Linked DNA regions of Sus scrofa: region 2 is linked to region 1. Evidence: chromatin contacts called from public Hi-C data. All regions are on one chromosome and are shown on one strand. Each heading gives the region's core, a stretch centred on a gene start, on an enhancer-like site or on the middle of the called end of the contact. The rest is flanking DNA. Distances are from core to core; before and after follow the strand shown. Region 1 overlaps AUTS2 (AUTS2, activator of transcription and developmental regulator). Region 2 overlaps AUTS2 (AUTS2, activator of transcription and developmental regulator).

Region 1 (7,138 bases), core at 3,393-5,892:
TGTCCATTTATTACAGTCATCATATCGGCATTGACACTTTGTCATCACTCAAAGGCCATAGTTTACATTAGGGCCCACTCTTGGTATTATACATTCTGTGGCTTTTGAAAAATATTGGATGACATGAGTCTGTCATTGTTGTATCATACAGAGTAGTTCCCCTGCCCCCAAAGTCCTCTGTACTCTGCCTGTTCACACCCCCATCCTCTTCCCAATCCCTGTCAGCTCCTGGTCTATTTACTGTCTCCTCAGTTTAGCCTTTTCCAGAAGGTCACATAGTTGGCATTATGTGGTATGTACCATTTTCAGTTTGACTTCTTTCACCTAATAATGATGCATTCAAGTTTCATCCATGTGTTTTTATGGTCTGATAGCACATTCTTTTTGGCAATGAATAATTTCCTTGTCTGGATGTACCTCAATTTTATTTATCCATTCACCTGGACATACGGATTTCTTCCAATTTGGGGCAGTTATGAATAGAGCTGCTATGAATATCCATGTCCAGGTTTCTGTGTGGAGATCTTCACTCTTCTTAATTTCAGATTTATCAATATAAGAGTTATTGCGGGAGTAATTTGGGAACTGGGAGTGTGGTAATGCTGTTTGAAAGAGACGGCATCTGAGTAGAACCATGTGGGGTGCACTGGTTTAGACACATAGATTGGAGCAGGTACATTCTGCTGTGAAGTTTCCCTTTCTGCCTGAGTACACAGTTAAGTGTTAGGGACATTGTGGATGGTATGCTTTTAATTCCTTGAATGATGGGCTACAGAAGATGGATTTCCTTAGTGAGGCCATGAGAGCCATGGCAGATTTTTGAGGTGGTAAGTGATGAGTAGTATTACTTATTTAAGCAGCTAGTTAAGCCTTCATTTGATGTTGCTTAGGTCAAGATGATTGACTTAAAAGTTATCAAATGACATTTATTAATCAGTACTTTATCATCATAATAGTTCACCAGTTTAGGCTAACCTTTCCTATCATTTGTCCAAGTTAATGAGATCTTACTAAAATGGGAAAGAGAAACCTTTCAGTGCTGTGTCTTTAGTTCTGATAGTCAAGATTGTTTTTCACATAAAACTCCACAGGACATACAACCATATGTTTTGACATTTAGGGTCCACAGGTTGAATTGTATTGAACTAGGGGCTCTATACCACAAAAATGTTTTTGTGCAAGTTCCTTTTGCTGTGCTTCCTTTCTTGCATTTGAGCAAACAGTCTGAAATTTTACTTAGGCAGAGAATTGCTAGATGGAAAGAAGAACGTTATATAAGGGAAATTAAGTGGGCAGGAAGCTATGCTTCCCAAAGAGGAGAGATTTTGAACATAGAGGAGAAAACTATCAAAGCAAAAGGATGGCAGCATCAGCTTCACTTGGGAACTTGTTAGAATGCACTTTCTCAGACTCCACCCTAAGCAAGTCTGTGAGTGGGACCCAGCAATCAGTTTTAAGTGAGAACTGCTGCTGTAAAGGCATTGGGGATTAAGGTGGTGGGAAGTGGTGGCTTTCGCTGCAAAAGAGAGGGGACAGATTGTCCTACTAGTTACTGTTTATTGACCACTTACTTTGTAATGTGTATTCTACAAAAATAGCACATGTAATCTCAGCCCTAGGAAGTGTGATATTATTTTATAGATGTGAAAAAAGAGGAGTTCAAGAAGCAGCACAGGAAAGATTTGCTGAAACCTCTCTGACTATAAACTCTGATCTTTGTGAACTTTGCCAGGCCATCAGGACATATAGATTCTGTAATCTCCCAGAAGGTATCAGGGGGGCTCAAGCCATACCACCCCAAGCCTTACCTTCCTCCCTCTTCTTTGCTCACTCTGCTGCATTCCCCAGTCTCCTAAGGCAGGTGTTCCCTCCTCCTTGCATCCAGGGGGCCCTCTGATCTAGTGAAGAGAGCAGAGCTTGAGCGATAGGAACCTGGAATTTCCATCTCTCTAACTTCTGTGAACAAATCTTGGGACTCTATACCTGCCCTTTGGCATCTCGATACCTCACTTTTATCATCTGTAAAATGAGTTAGATGGATCTTTAGGTTCTCTTAAAAATTTTTATCTGGATCTAACACTTGATTACAGGCAGATGGTCAATCTAGGTGACCTCTCGAGAGTTCATTCTGGCTCAGTACTGAGAGGAGTTTGATATTGGAAATAATAGAATCGTGCTTATGTGTAGGAGGAAGACGTTGATTTGGGGTACTGGTGTGGTGTTCAAATGAAATCTTAGCTGTTAAGAACCTTGCAGAGTGCTTGACATATGTGGAAGGTGCATATTTCATAAAAGATAGTTCTCCAACCCCAAAGCAAAACAACCTCATTCCTAATTCTGGCATTTTCTCCCTCTGATTTTAAACAGGTTAGTATTTTAATTTTCTTGAGAAGGGAGTAACACATGTAAGATGTATTAAAATATTAAGTTAATCAAAGCTTCCTGTTAAAGATGGAGATCAAGAATGGGGTATTATATGACCCAATAAGTAAAGCAAATAGGTCATTATATTTGCAAAAAAAAAAAAAATGTGTTATCCCTGGACTATGGGTAGTATTTTGTAATAATAGCAGTTTGAAAAGATATTACTATAACATAAATAAAACATACTTAAGGTAATATTCTGCTAAGTACTATATGGACATAGAATACTTAATGCTTTAATATCATGGTTTGACAAAAGAAACTTCCTAATGGATTAGCCATTTATTTTGTGTACTTGGGACCTGCCTGTGGGTAGAATTCAAGAGTTATTTATTTCCTCATTTCTCTCACTATATTTCCTTTTATAGAGAGAAAATGTTTTTACTTTTCATTTGAAATATTTTTTTTCTGAAAACATTCTGTAAATTCAGTTACTTTATGTACTTTCTATAGCAATAAGACATATTTATCCCGATACACAATACACATTGGTTTTTTTTTTTTTTTTTTTTAACAAGTTCCAATTTTTTTTTCCTAAGGTGGTTTGATCATTCGACAGTGATATTTATGCCATTTTGACAGGTCTAAATTGGGGCCCATCTCTCATTTTAAACAAGTTCCTAAGCTCTTGGAATCTGTGAAATAGCTGGTCATTGTCATATTTAATACAGTTTGGACTTGCCCGTCAGTGTTATTGTAAGTGATAAGTTGCTCTGCTGTTTTAGGATACGAGGCCAGGTGTTGAAGTCCCCGCAGGTAGAGTTTGAAGAGGAACTGGCTTGTGTACTGGGAGGTGGAAGACTCAGGCCTAAACCCTTCCTGCCAATATTACTTTCCAGGACAACCTTTTCAGTCTTTCTTATTAGGTCATCTGTGGGGATCATATCTTCTTTTTCTGAGGGTAGGAGACTCTTGGTTTCCCTCTGATAAGGAGATCTGTGATTCCTTGCTTCCCATGTGAAGCCAAGAATCCTTTGTATGAGTTGTAAGCTACAAAGTGAGCACTTTGCATCTTGTTTGTGTGTGAGCGTCCGCACAGGTAAAGGCTTCTCCCCCTTCCCCCATCACCCCTGCAGCTTGATGGACACTGGCAGGCACACCACATTTGGCATTTGCAGATCCGCCTCGTTTTCAGCAGATGCCGTCACCCACCATTTGGATTTACAAGGTAAACAAACCAAGGGATGGATGTTTTTCCTGGCTGCAGAGTTTTTTTTTTCTCCCCCCTTCAAAATGGTTCACCCTAGGTGTCTTTAAAATAGCAAGTTATTCTGCTGGATTTAGATGGGATTTTATATATAAAAATTCCATTTACACACTTAACAGGAGGTTGTGTTTGTAGAGCAGAGTGATTAATAGCCAGGTTCTGGAGTCTTAACCCTGAGCCAGGTTAGGATCTCAGCTTTCCTACTTTCTGGCTGTGTGAATCCTGGGCATGTCAGTTAGGGCCTCTTAGCCTCAGTCTCCTCATGGGCAAACCAGGGATCCTCGCATCTCGTGGAGAACACTCTTAGATAACACTCTGTAGAGTATGAGGACAGTACAAACAAAAAGTGCTCTGAGATTAGGAAAGTCTCAGCTATCGAACAGCACCCCTTTGGCAGTGTCCCTTTGAGTTGTTGTGTGCCTGCCCTCCCTTCCCTTCTTTGGATGTGTTTGTAAACTTGAAGAGAACGGTTCAGAAAAGAGCTCACGTTCCTGCTTGGTCGCATTTCTTCTGTTCTGTGGCTTGACATGATGGATGGTCAGGAGGGCCTGCAGAAAATCAAACCATGAATTACCCTGCCTTGGGTAACGACAATGGTTCGGGTGGCAGCCGCCTAATTTTTCTTTGACTTTTCTCTTCTCCAGGCAACAGCAAATAGAGGGGGAGGCAAGAATATGCCTTTTAATTACTGCGTTCTAAATTCTTGGAATGGGCATCGTCTGTTTTCTCAGGATCAGACTAGAAGGCGTCATTTTACTACAGAAGAGCCAAGAGCCAAGACTTGTCCTGAATGGATGTGGCTTCGGCAAAGCATTTTTAGCTTAAGAAATGAAAGCTTTGGATCGTATTCAGCGTCTGTGCTTCACCAGGCCGCTCTTTATCCTTTTAGTGAGTCCCATTTGTCTGTCCTCTGTCAAGGGCTCGTGTACACCATGCTGATTTAGTACTAACTGGGGAGATTAGAAATGCCTTCCCTGGCGCTGTCAGCTAAACCTGAATCAGTGTCTGTGTACTCTGACCCATCCACTCAGAGAGGTTTACCCTTTGCTCTACTGCTCACTCTAATAGGCAGAAAAGCTCAGCTCACCCCAGCTTTTATACAGAGGTCAGCTCCAGAAATAGCTCCTTTAACACAGCAATGGAAGCAACACAAATCCAGCCAGCAGATAGTATACAATGGCTGCTTTTAGGCCTTGGAACAAAAGAAAGTAGTTTATCTTGTCTGCACACCGCTCTACTGATACTATTTTCTCTTTGCTGGAGAGTTTATCATTGCTGGGAGCCAAGGCCTAGATTTCCTTCATTCAAATGCCTTCCAAGGGGGAACTGTTTGGTGCATGGGTCATTGTGTTTACTCAGGATTGTAATTTAGGGGTAATTTGGTCATATAGACCCAAGGGTAAATGTGATATTTGATTGATCCGGATGGAAGTCACACCTCCAAAATGCATGGTGAAACTCTTTCAAGAGTCTTAACCTGGGGGATGTATGTCCCCTCTTGAAATTTTGCCTTAGAGCTAGCAATTCTAACCTTACAGCTCCATATGACTTTCAAAACCATGTGAACTTGAGCTGGTAATATCGTGAGTTGCTTCATCCTCTGTTCCTGTCTCCTCAGGTAGAAAATATTACTTTATCAGTGGGTTACATTTCTTTCTCCTCCAAGATTTAACTTAGGGTCTGTTCTATTCATACTTAAAGCCCAGAGCAATGGTAGGTACTTACTAATTATTGAATAAGTGAGTGAATGAATGAATAGACAAATGATTGAAAATGAATGAATGGCAAAGTGAACAAAGATTTGAAGTATATGCCTGGGCATCTCTTTATGTTTGTGTGTGAACAGCGCCCTAATATAGCACCTGAGCAAATAACTTTGAGGAACTTATACTGTCTCATCACCTTCATCCGACTTTCCTATCAACACCAACCAGACACATTTTGGTGATGTATTATTGCATTTCACTTTTTATTTCTTTGCCTCCCCCATGATAAAAAGAAAATTAAACAGCCAAACCAGTACATTAAATGAACTGAAAGCAAGGTCTCATCTATCTTTTGTCTAGCAAAACTCAAGGCAAAAAATGTTGTCTTGGCTAAAAACTTTGTTGGCCAGATCCTTTTCTGAATTATATTTTGACTAAAAAAGAATTAAGTCTTATAAGCTCAGTTGATTGCTTCAGTGATGTTGCTGACAGATCTTTGCATTCTGCAGGAATAGTTGGTGCCATAATAATAAAAAATAAATGTAGATAATTTTGCCGTAATTTCAAAGTGATTTTGTAAAATCATGGTTCAGAATCACTTGTAGGATGTGTTGCAATTTTTACTTCAGAAGCACATACTTATAAGGCAATTGAAGTTACTTTTGACTAGTTTCTCAAGTGATTGATCATAAATTATGAAATTTTAACTTATTAAGTTATTTTAAAAAGAGATAATTTTAAAGCATATGCTGTTTTATTTTGGAGATAAATAGTCCTTTCTCTCTACCCAGTAAAAAGAGTTTTGATTTTCATTTCTCTCAAGGGAAGACAAATATTTGAGGTTATCTTTGATGGAGGAAATAAAAACTGGATGTCTTTTGTCTGTGTATAATAATCACCCTTACCAACTATTTCTCAAGTTTCATTTAAAAACCTTACTTTCCAGATCTTAACCCAGGGGATAATTTTAAGAATCTCAAAGTCTCTTTTATTTTTTCTTAAACTTTTTGAAACTCACTTTCTTATTTCCCTGAGAGTCTTCTTTGGAATGAGGATAATAATGATAATAATATATTTATAATAATATATAATAATAATTATTATTATTATTAATTGTTTTTTAGGGCCACACTCGCAGCATATGGAAATTCACAGGCTAGGGGTCAAATCAGAGGTGCCGCCTACACCACAACCACAGGAATGCAGGAGTTGAGCCACACCTGCAACCTATACCACAGCTCATGGCAATGCAGGATCCCCAACACACTGAGCAAGACCGGGGATCAAACCCGCATTTTCACGGATACTAGTTGGATTCGTTTCCGCTGCACCACAACAGGAACTCCAAAGATGGGAATTAAGTATCTAAGAGTGTAGTACATGTAATATGTAAAGAAATGCAATTAAAAGTAACAAAGAGATGCCATTTTTAAACTTATTAAATTGACAATATTTGTAGAAATGATACTAGTCACTGCTGGAAAAAGTACAGTGAAACTGTCGCTTTTACACAAGCCTTTTTATGTTTTAAGAGTCTACACAATGTTAACATCTTTTGATCTGTTAATTCTTTGTCTAGGACAGTTTCCTGAGATAGCAAATTGGATGTGAAGAAAAACGTCATGCAATCTCAGTACCCTATATCATGCCAATCAATACACAGGTTATGTTATTTTTATATTTTGGAATATTTTTTCAGAGGTTAAATGATATATTCCAAGAGTACAGAGAAAAATATTTACAATATGTTAATTTATTAGAATTTTATTTAAAATACATGCACACACAGAATTATTTGAAT
Region 2 (7,138 bases), core at 2,196-4,695, 400 kb after region 1:
CCTCCGTGTCTGTGGGGGATGCGCCACAGTGTGGCCTCAGTAAGATTCTGTGTTCAGCTTAAGGGGGCAGAGACAGACGGTGTGGCAGCGGGTGTCCTGTGCTCCAGGCACTGCCGGCCCCCACCCTCAGCATGCCCTGGCTGCTTCGTGACCAGGAGTCCAGAGTTTATGGGGAAGATAAAAACTCTGAGGAAGGGGGAGGGGAGAGGCTGACACTGAGCAAATCCCCCACCCACCCCCTTTATGGAGCAGGCACCGGGCAGGTGTTAGTTGGGTAGACCCTCACCACGGCCACATGAGGTGCGCAAGAGGGACGTGGCCTCTGACCAGTGAAGCTCAGAACCAGGATTAGAAGCAGGCACCCAGCTCTGAAACCTGCGCTGTTTCCTATGTTGCTCCATCTTCTCTCGAACTCCCCAGAAGCCTTTGTGCCGTGCTGCAGGAGGCGCAAGGAGGCACTGGGGGGGGGGGAGGGCTTCCTGGAAGTGGCGGCAGCAGAACCGTATCCTGAGCGATGCCAGGCTGAGCAGGGTGCCCACCTTGGCTTCTGAAGCACAGTCAGAACCACGTACCCGCTGGGCACCCAGGTGTTGTCTGGGCCTCCACTTCTTTGTCAAATGGGCTCAGAGCAGCCGCATTACAGAGTTACAGTGTGAGCAGACTTGGGAGATGCCAGCTCTGTGCCTAGTTGGTGCCTGGTCAGTCCTGCATTCTGCACTCTGCGAAGGCGCAGACTCACAGAATGATCGAGCGTGCCCAGGAGAAGCAAGATTGGTGCACCCAGCAGCTAGGGGAAGGGAAGCGGGTAAGTGGTGACAAGGAGTCTAGGAAGGCGTTTGGTGTCAGGTCAAAATGCACCTGGAACACCTGCTGGATTAGCTCAGAGTTTGGGTTTGGTTTGATGCGATGGGGCGGAGAAATGGGACGGTGAGGTTTTCCATGGAGGAAGCAGCAGATGAAGATCAGAAAAGTCACCCTGAACGGTCTATGTGGCTTAAAGACAGAAAGAGGAAGGTCTTGTTCCCGAGGGGCACGGCGGTTGTATAACTCCTCGGCTTCTGGAACAATGCCTCTAATAATAGCAGTAGGAACACCTTGAATTGCTGCAGAAATTAGCACCCAAAATGTTTGTACTTACTCTCCCTTCAAAGCTTGAAACCACCTCCTTGAGAGGGGCAAGACACAGGGATTCTTCTCAGGTACGTACCACTGTGAGCCTGCCTGAGTGATTCCAGGCCGACTGTGGGCCCAGCGGTGGGATCTGAGTGTCCACCCCGCCCCCAACAGGCTTCCCACCGTTTCCTCTCACCTGCACATCCTCTCCCAGCCTGCACTTCATCCTCTCCCAGGCACTGTCGGTAATGATAACGCGGATGATGCTAATAATGAGCAAAGGAACAGCTGTCGTTTATAGAGCATTACTTACCACGCGCCAGGAACTTGCTGCTGGTTTTACTTCGTTTTGTGTAATCTCTTTACAACCAAAAAAAATGCAAGGTAATACGATCACTTACCCAAGAACACATGATGAGGATGTGGGCCTTGGGGTGGCACCCTTCCTGGGTCCCAGTGGCTCATTTGCCAGGTGAGGCGTTGTCTGTAATGTCACACAGTCCTCCCTGGCGTCCGGGGGCGGGTGGAGGTGAGCGTGGGTTGTTAGGACATCAGGGGCCTGACCTGCTTCAACTGGAGTAGCTTGACTTCTGTCCGTTTCATAGATTTGCCTTTCTCCAAAGACTTGACTTAGAAAAAAGTGTTCTTCAGGTAGCTTTTTAAAAATTGGGTTTTTTTTTTTAGGAGTTTGTGTTGTGGCTCAGCTGGTTAAGGACCCGACATTGTCTCTGTAAGGATGTGGGTTCGATCCCTGACCTCGCTCAGAGTATTAAGCATCCAGTATTGCTGCGCTGTAGGTCAAAGATGCCATTTGAATCCGGTATTGCTGTGGTAGGCCTCGGCTGCAGTCCCGATTTCTATGGAAGTCCCAGGAACTTCCATGTGCCACAGGTGTGGCTATAAAAATAATAATAATAAAATAAAAATACATTTTTTATGTACCACATCTTCTTAATCCATTTATTTGTCAATAGACATTTAGGCTGTTTCCATGTCTTGACTATAGTGCTGCTGTGAAAATACAGGTGCATGGAGTTCCCGTCGTGGCACAGTGGAAACAAATCCAACTAGGAACCGTGAGGTTGTGGGTTCGATCCCTGACCTCGATCAGTGGGTTAAGGATCTGGCATTGCCGTGAGCTGTGGTGTAGGTCATAGACGCAGTTTGGATCTGGCGTTGCTGTGGCTGTGGTGTAGGCCGGCAGCAACAGCTCCGATTAGACGCCTAGCCTGGGAACCTCCATATGCCTCGGGTGCGGCCCTGAAAAGACAAAAGACAAAAAAGTGAATAAATAAATACAGGTGCATGTATCTTTTTGAATTGTAGTTTTGTTGGGATATATGCCCGGGAGTGGAATTGCTGGATCATGTGATAGCCAAGGGGGAGAGGGGAGCGGGTAGGATGGACCGGGAGTTTGGGGTTAGTAGATGCAAACTATTCCATTTAGAACAGATAAGCAATGAGAAGATCCTGCTGTAGAGCACAGGGAACTGTATTCAGTCTCTTGGGATAGACCATGGTGGAAGATAATACAGCAAAAGGAATGTATATATATGTATGACTGGGTCACTTTGCTATACAGTAGAAATTGGCACAACACTGTAAATATTTTCATGAAAAAAGGAAAAAAAAACATTTTTTAAAGCAATTAAAGGAAGTTGGAATGATAGGTAACTATTAGGCTGGCCAGGTGGGATAGGTACATGATAAAGCAAATTTAATCAAATGTTAAGTAGAAGGACACCGGTGTCGGGTATGTGGGGGGTGTTCGCTGTAAAGTTCTTTCCGCTTTTCTGTGTTTGAAATTTTTCTGATACATATTACTGAGTAGGTGATTTCCGAAGACCCTTCCAGATTTTTTTAAAATGCAGCTCCCTGTGTCCCATTGCTGTCTCAGTGTACAACTACGAGAAGGCACAGACCTGGATCCCGTGTTGGGCTGTGCCATTGTAAAAAACTGAAGAAAACAGAGCTGAGGAAAACAGAATCTGTCCTCAGTCACTTTGGTCCCTAGCTGCCTACTCGCGACGTTGGAAGTGACCAGTTTGGTTCCTTTCAGACACTCCCCTGGAAAGCTGTTTGTCTGTAGTTCTCCGGATGAAAGAAGGGTTTAGGCATAAAAGCATCTCCTGTTTCAGGGCAGTGAGTCCTTTGGATCCATCCCCAGTGGAGGTTTCTTAAAGCTCTCCAGCCCCAATAAAGACACAGTGTTCCCATTCACCCACCTTGGCAGAGGCTTAGGAAGAAAGAGGCGAGAAACACTCACTCAGTAAGACCTAGAAGCTTTCGCAAACCCCAGCAGAGGGCACAGTCTTTACCCCTGGGGCCTGGTCCTAGCACTTTGTTACCCTTCTTCCTCCCGCTGACCTCTTCCTGCAGCCTGACAGGGCGATTCGTGCCCCTTTGCCAGGGCCGCAGAGCACGTGTTGCAATGCACAGTGGGTGGACTTTGTCCAGCCAGTTATTAGAGTAACCTTGTCAGCACTTTCCGGGGAGTTTAGCAGGGAGTTGTGCCAAACTAAGACAAAGCTGCGCATTGAGCAGCCTCGGATGGCTGATGAGCTTGGGAGTGCCGGTTAATTGACAGGAGCTGCACTTGTCAGTCTCTTCAGGCCATGGAAGTGGATCGCTTGTCTTTTCCTCCCTTCCGCAGGCCTTCCTCCTCCGCTTGTTGGTGGGTTCAGCATGGCCTCGCCTCTGCACCCAGCACACCTCCCACCTTTGTTCTTGTGTGTTTACTGAGGAATTCGTCTCACTGTGCTGGGATGGAAATGGTCTATTAAAACACTCAGGCAGGACAACACGGAGAGGGAGGAAGGAGGATGAAGGCTGGCAGAAGGAGGGAGGGAGTCATGTGCTGGTTTAATTGGTTCTTTCACCTAATGGTATTTTGTCAATTAAGGAGATACTTAGAGAGAGTGGAATTAATCCATATGGGTCAAAAGCAGCTATTAATTTTTAATCAAAGCAAAATGTTCAACAAATTGTGGCTCTGCTCATACCAATGCAAGCTTGCCACCAGCCTCTTCCCGAAGGATTTAGAGGCAGTCCCAAGAAAAAAATGGGGTGGGGGATGCTCTTAGTTTAGAAAAGATGTGCCTCCTCGCATAGCCCCCTCCCCAAGGTGAGCTCCTCAAAGCTCCTCCATCCTGGTTCTTCAGCATCTATTGCAAATCTTGAGACACAGTAGATACCCACGGATGTTGCTCTTCTGGGGCTCTTTGAATCCCCATCATGTATATCGCTCTGAGGCATTTCCAGCAGGTTTTAGGCATAGCATCTATCCTCTAGGAACTTCTGGTCTGGTCGAAGAGGTATTGGTGAGGCCACTACAGAGTCGTTCGGAACAACATCTGAGCAGGTGCCACCCTGTGTGACAAACCGTATGAAGGCTGGCATTTGTTGGGCCGCCACTGTATGCACTCTGCATAGACCAACTCCATTCATCTCTACCATGACGCAGTGCAGGAGGCATCATTTTTTCCATCCCCATCTGAAAGGCCACTGGGCGCAGAAAGTTTAGGTAACTTGCCCAGTGTCTCACAATTACCGGTTAGCCTGCTAGAGGCTTGCATTACCCAGTATTGTCATTGCCAGCGTGATCCCAAGAAAGCGGGTGAGAGGCAGTGCTGACGGCTCCTGGAGGGCGGTTAAAGGATGAGCTGATGTTTTTGGAGTTCCCATCAAGACGCAGCAGAAATATGACTGGTATCTATGCGGATGTGTGTTCGATCCCTGGCCTCACTCCGTGGGTTAAGGATCAGGCGTTGCCATGAGCTGTGGTATAGGTCACAGACGTGGCTCAGATCGTAGGTTGCTATGGCTGTGGTGTAGGCCAGCAGCTACAGTTCCGATTCAACCCCTAGCCTGGGAAGTTCCATATGCCTTGGGTGGAGCCCTAATAAAAGCAAAAAAAAAAAAAAAAAAAAAAAAAGAAAGAAAGAAAAAAGGATGAGCTGATTTTGGAAGGCACCGGGGAGACATACTCGATGTAGGAGGAATGGTCGCCAGCCCAGTTTGGGGGGACAGGAGTGAACTTTGGGTAAGTGGCATATGAGGTTGGCCAGACCATAGTAGAGGCCGGTTAATGTACTTTTGGGATCTCTAAGGCGAAGGGGAAGGATTTTTGTTTAGGCTGCCCTGAAATTTCTTGTGGCCTGTAGGCTGTTTCCCAGTACAGGGTAAGCTCCCCTTCCCCCATTTCATTGGGCGTCGTGCGGTCTTCATTATCACTCTTACCTGCTCTGCCTCCCTCCATCTGGCATCTTCCTTTTCATTTCTGGCATTCTTAGCTTCTTTGGCTTCCCATTTAAAAAAAAAAAAAAAAGATAGGAAAAGAAAAAAATCAAGAAGGAACCACCATCCAGCCTCTTTCTACCAACTTTCAGAGACTGAATGAGGCTTTCTTTAGCCACTTTCTTGTCCCCAACCCCAATTTGGCTCTTGGGCTTTGAGAGGAAAAAACAGCAGGAGGACTTCGCCACAGGGATTGTTCTTTTGCCTCCGCCTGCTGACAAGAAAGCTGACCATCGGACTCTGCTGTTCCCTGACATTTGTAGTGATGTGATTTGGGGGCATCAGAAGGACTGTATCCCCAGGGTACCTCTCCAGGCTGCTGACAGCCTGTCACTAGGGGACAAAACCTCTCGTTTCCCACTGAGAGATCAGGCTGCAAGTGCAGAAAGCCTGCGATGGGCAACAGGGTGCATTAAATTCCTTCACATTGGCTGGAAGGAGCTGGGGACAAGTCGGGAGAGGTGAACCTCTTTGAATATTTTCTTCTTTGCTTCCTAGGGACTTTATCACTTGGCGAGTCACTGGGCTGATGATAATTGGTGGTCATTTGCTGGGAAATCCCAGGGGACTCTGCCATGTCAAGAGAGATACTGGGGGGATAGAGGTCCCGTATAAAGAGCACATGCAGCCCCCACATTCTGGAGCAGTCTAGTAGGTGTTGCCGTAAGCCAGGGACGTAATCAGGATTGCCACCAGGATGGTGCCCAGAGGCGCAAAGCTTAGAGGGGGCCTGAACAGGTGTGTCGTTCAGCCCAAGGGAGGCGAGCCACAGCTGTCTGCACACCTCAGTGCAGCGGGCGGGGAGGCAGGAGGAGACACACTGGAGTGGGGCAAAGCCTGAAGACGAGACAGAGATCAGGGCAGCACTGAGGCTGAGGTCTTGGGCAGGAGCTAGGAGGTGGATGGAGCAGGCGGTGTTCTCATCATGTCTTCAATACCTGGAAGGGAGTGGAGAACACCCACGAGGTTGACTGCATGGTTGATGGTAATAGCGTTAGACTCTTAACCAGTAATGAAACACATCTTGTCTAGAAAAATAAGGTTCCTCAAAAGGATATTCACCTGAACCAGAGGTCCTTCATGTTGAGCAAGAGGAAGCACTCCTGCGTAAAGCAGGGCACCAGCTGCTATGGGAGAAACAGTTGTGTCCCAGGGAGGAAGACCTTTTTGGTGCCTAGTGATTAATATTAGATGATAAACTCAATTATATAGTACTTCTGGTCTTGCCTATCAATCTTTAAAGGCTCAGAACATTGGAATAGTGAAATTCAGTGCTTCTGTGTGACAAGCACCTTGACTAGTCACATCTGTCAATTATGCACTCACTCATTCTTGCCTTTGGCATAGCTGATGAAAACCTACTGTGTGCTAGGTAGTAAAGTGGGCTTTGGGGCACAGCGAAAACAAAAGGGACATGTTCCCTCCCTTAATGCAGCCTTTAAAATCACTGCTCTTCTGTGTTGGTTAAGATTTTCTTGATGGTCAAGGACATGATTAATTTTTCAGCTGTCCGTGCGCATATGAAGAAAATGTATAATTTCCATTCACACCTGAAGAATATGTAAATATCTATTAAATAAGATGTACTGATTTTTTTTTTGTCTTGTCTTTTTGCTATTTCTTGGGCCACGCCCATGGCATATGGAGGTTCCCAGGCTAGGGGTCGAATCGGAGCTGTAGCCACCGGCCTACACCAGAGCCACAGCAACGCAGGATCCGAGCCGCATCT

What was found. A called contact is a pair of places that touch in the nucleus more often than the background predicts.
Region 2: a contact with region 1 is called in a Hi-C map of liver, with 1.7 times the contacts expected there. The contact joins two enhancer-like sites. A contact is called at or near these places in 2 of 47 Hi-C or Micro-C datasets (liver and skeletal muscle).

Annotation. Positions count from the first base shown.
Region 1 is chr3:14,078,554-14,085,691 of Sscrofa11.1, forward strand. All of the region lies in intron 2 of AUTS2 (AUTS2, activator of transcription and developmental regulator), which reads left to right. Among named protein-coding and RNA genes, the nearest start is that of AUTS2, 520 kb to the left of the region's middle. Within about 2 kb of position 4,643, at least 15 of the 83 cell types and tissues checked have an H3K27ac peak or open chromatin away from gene starts, as enhancers often do. A contact at or near this core is called in liver, where this site is marked.
Region 2 is chr3:14,483,761-14,490,898 of Sscrofa11.1, forward strand. The region is part of intron 5 of AUTS2 (AUTS2, activator of transcription and developmental regulator); the gene reads left to right. Among named protein-coding and RNA genes, the nearest start is that of GALNT17, 540 kb to the right of the region's middle. Within about 2 kb of position 3,446, at least 8 of the 83 cell types and tissues checked have an H3K27ac peak or open chromatin away from gene starts, as enhancers often do. A contact at or near this core is called in liver, where this site is marked.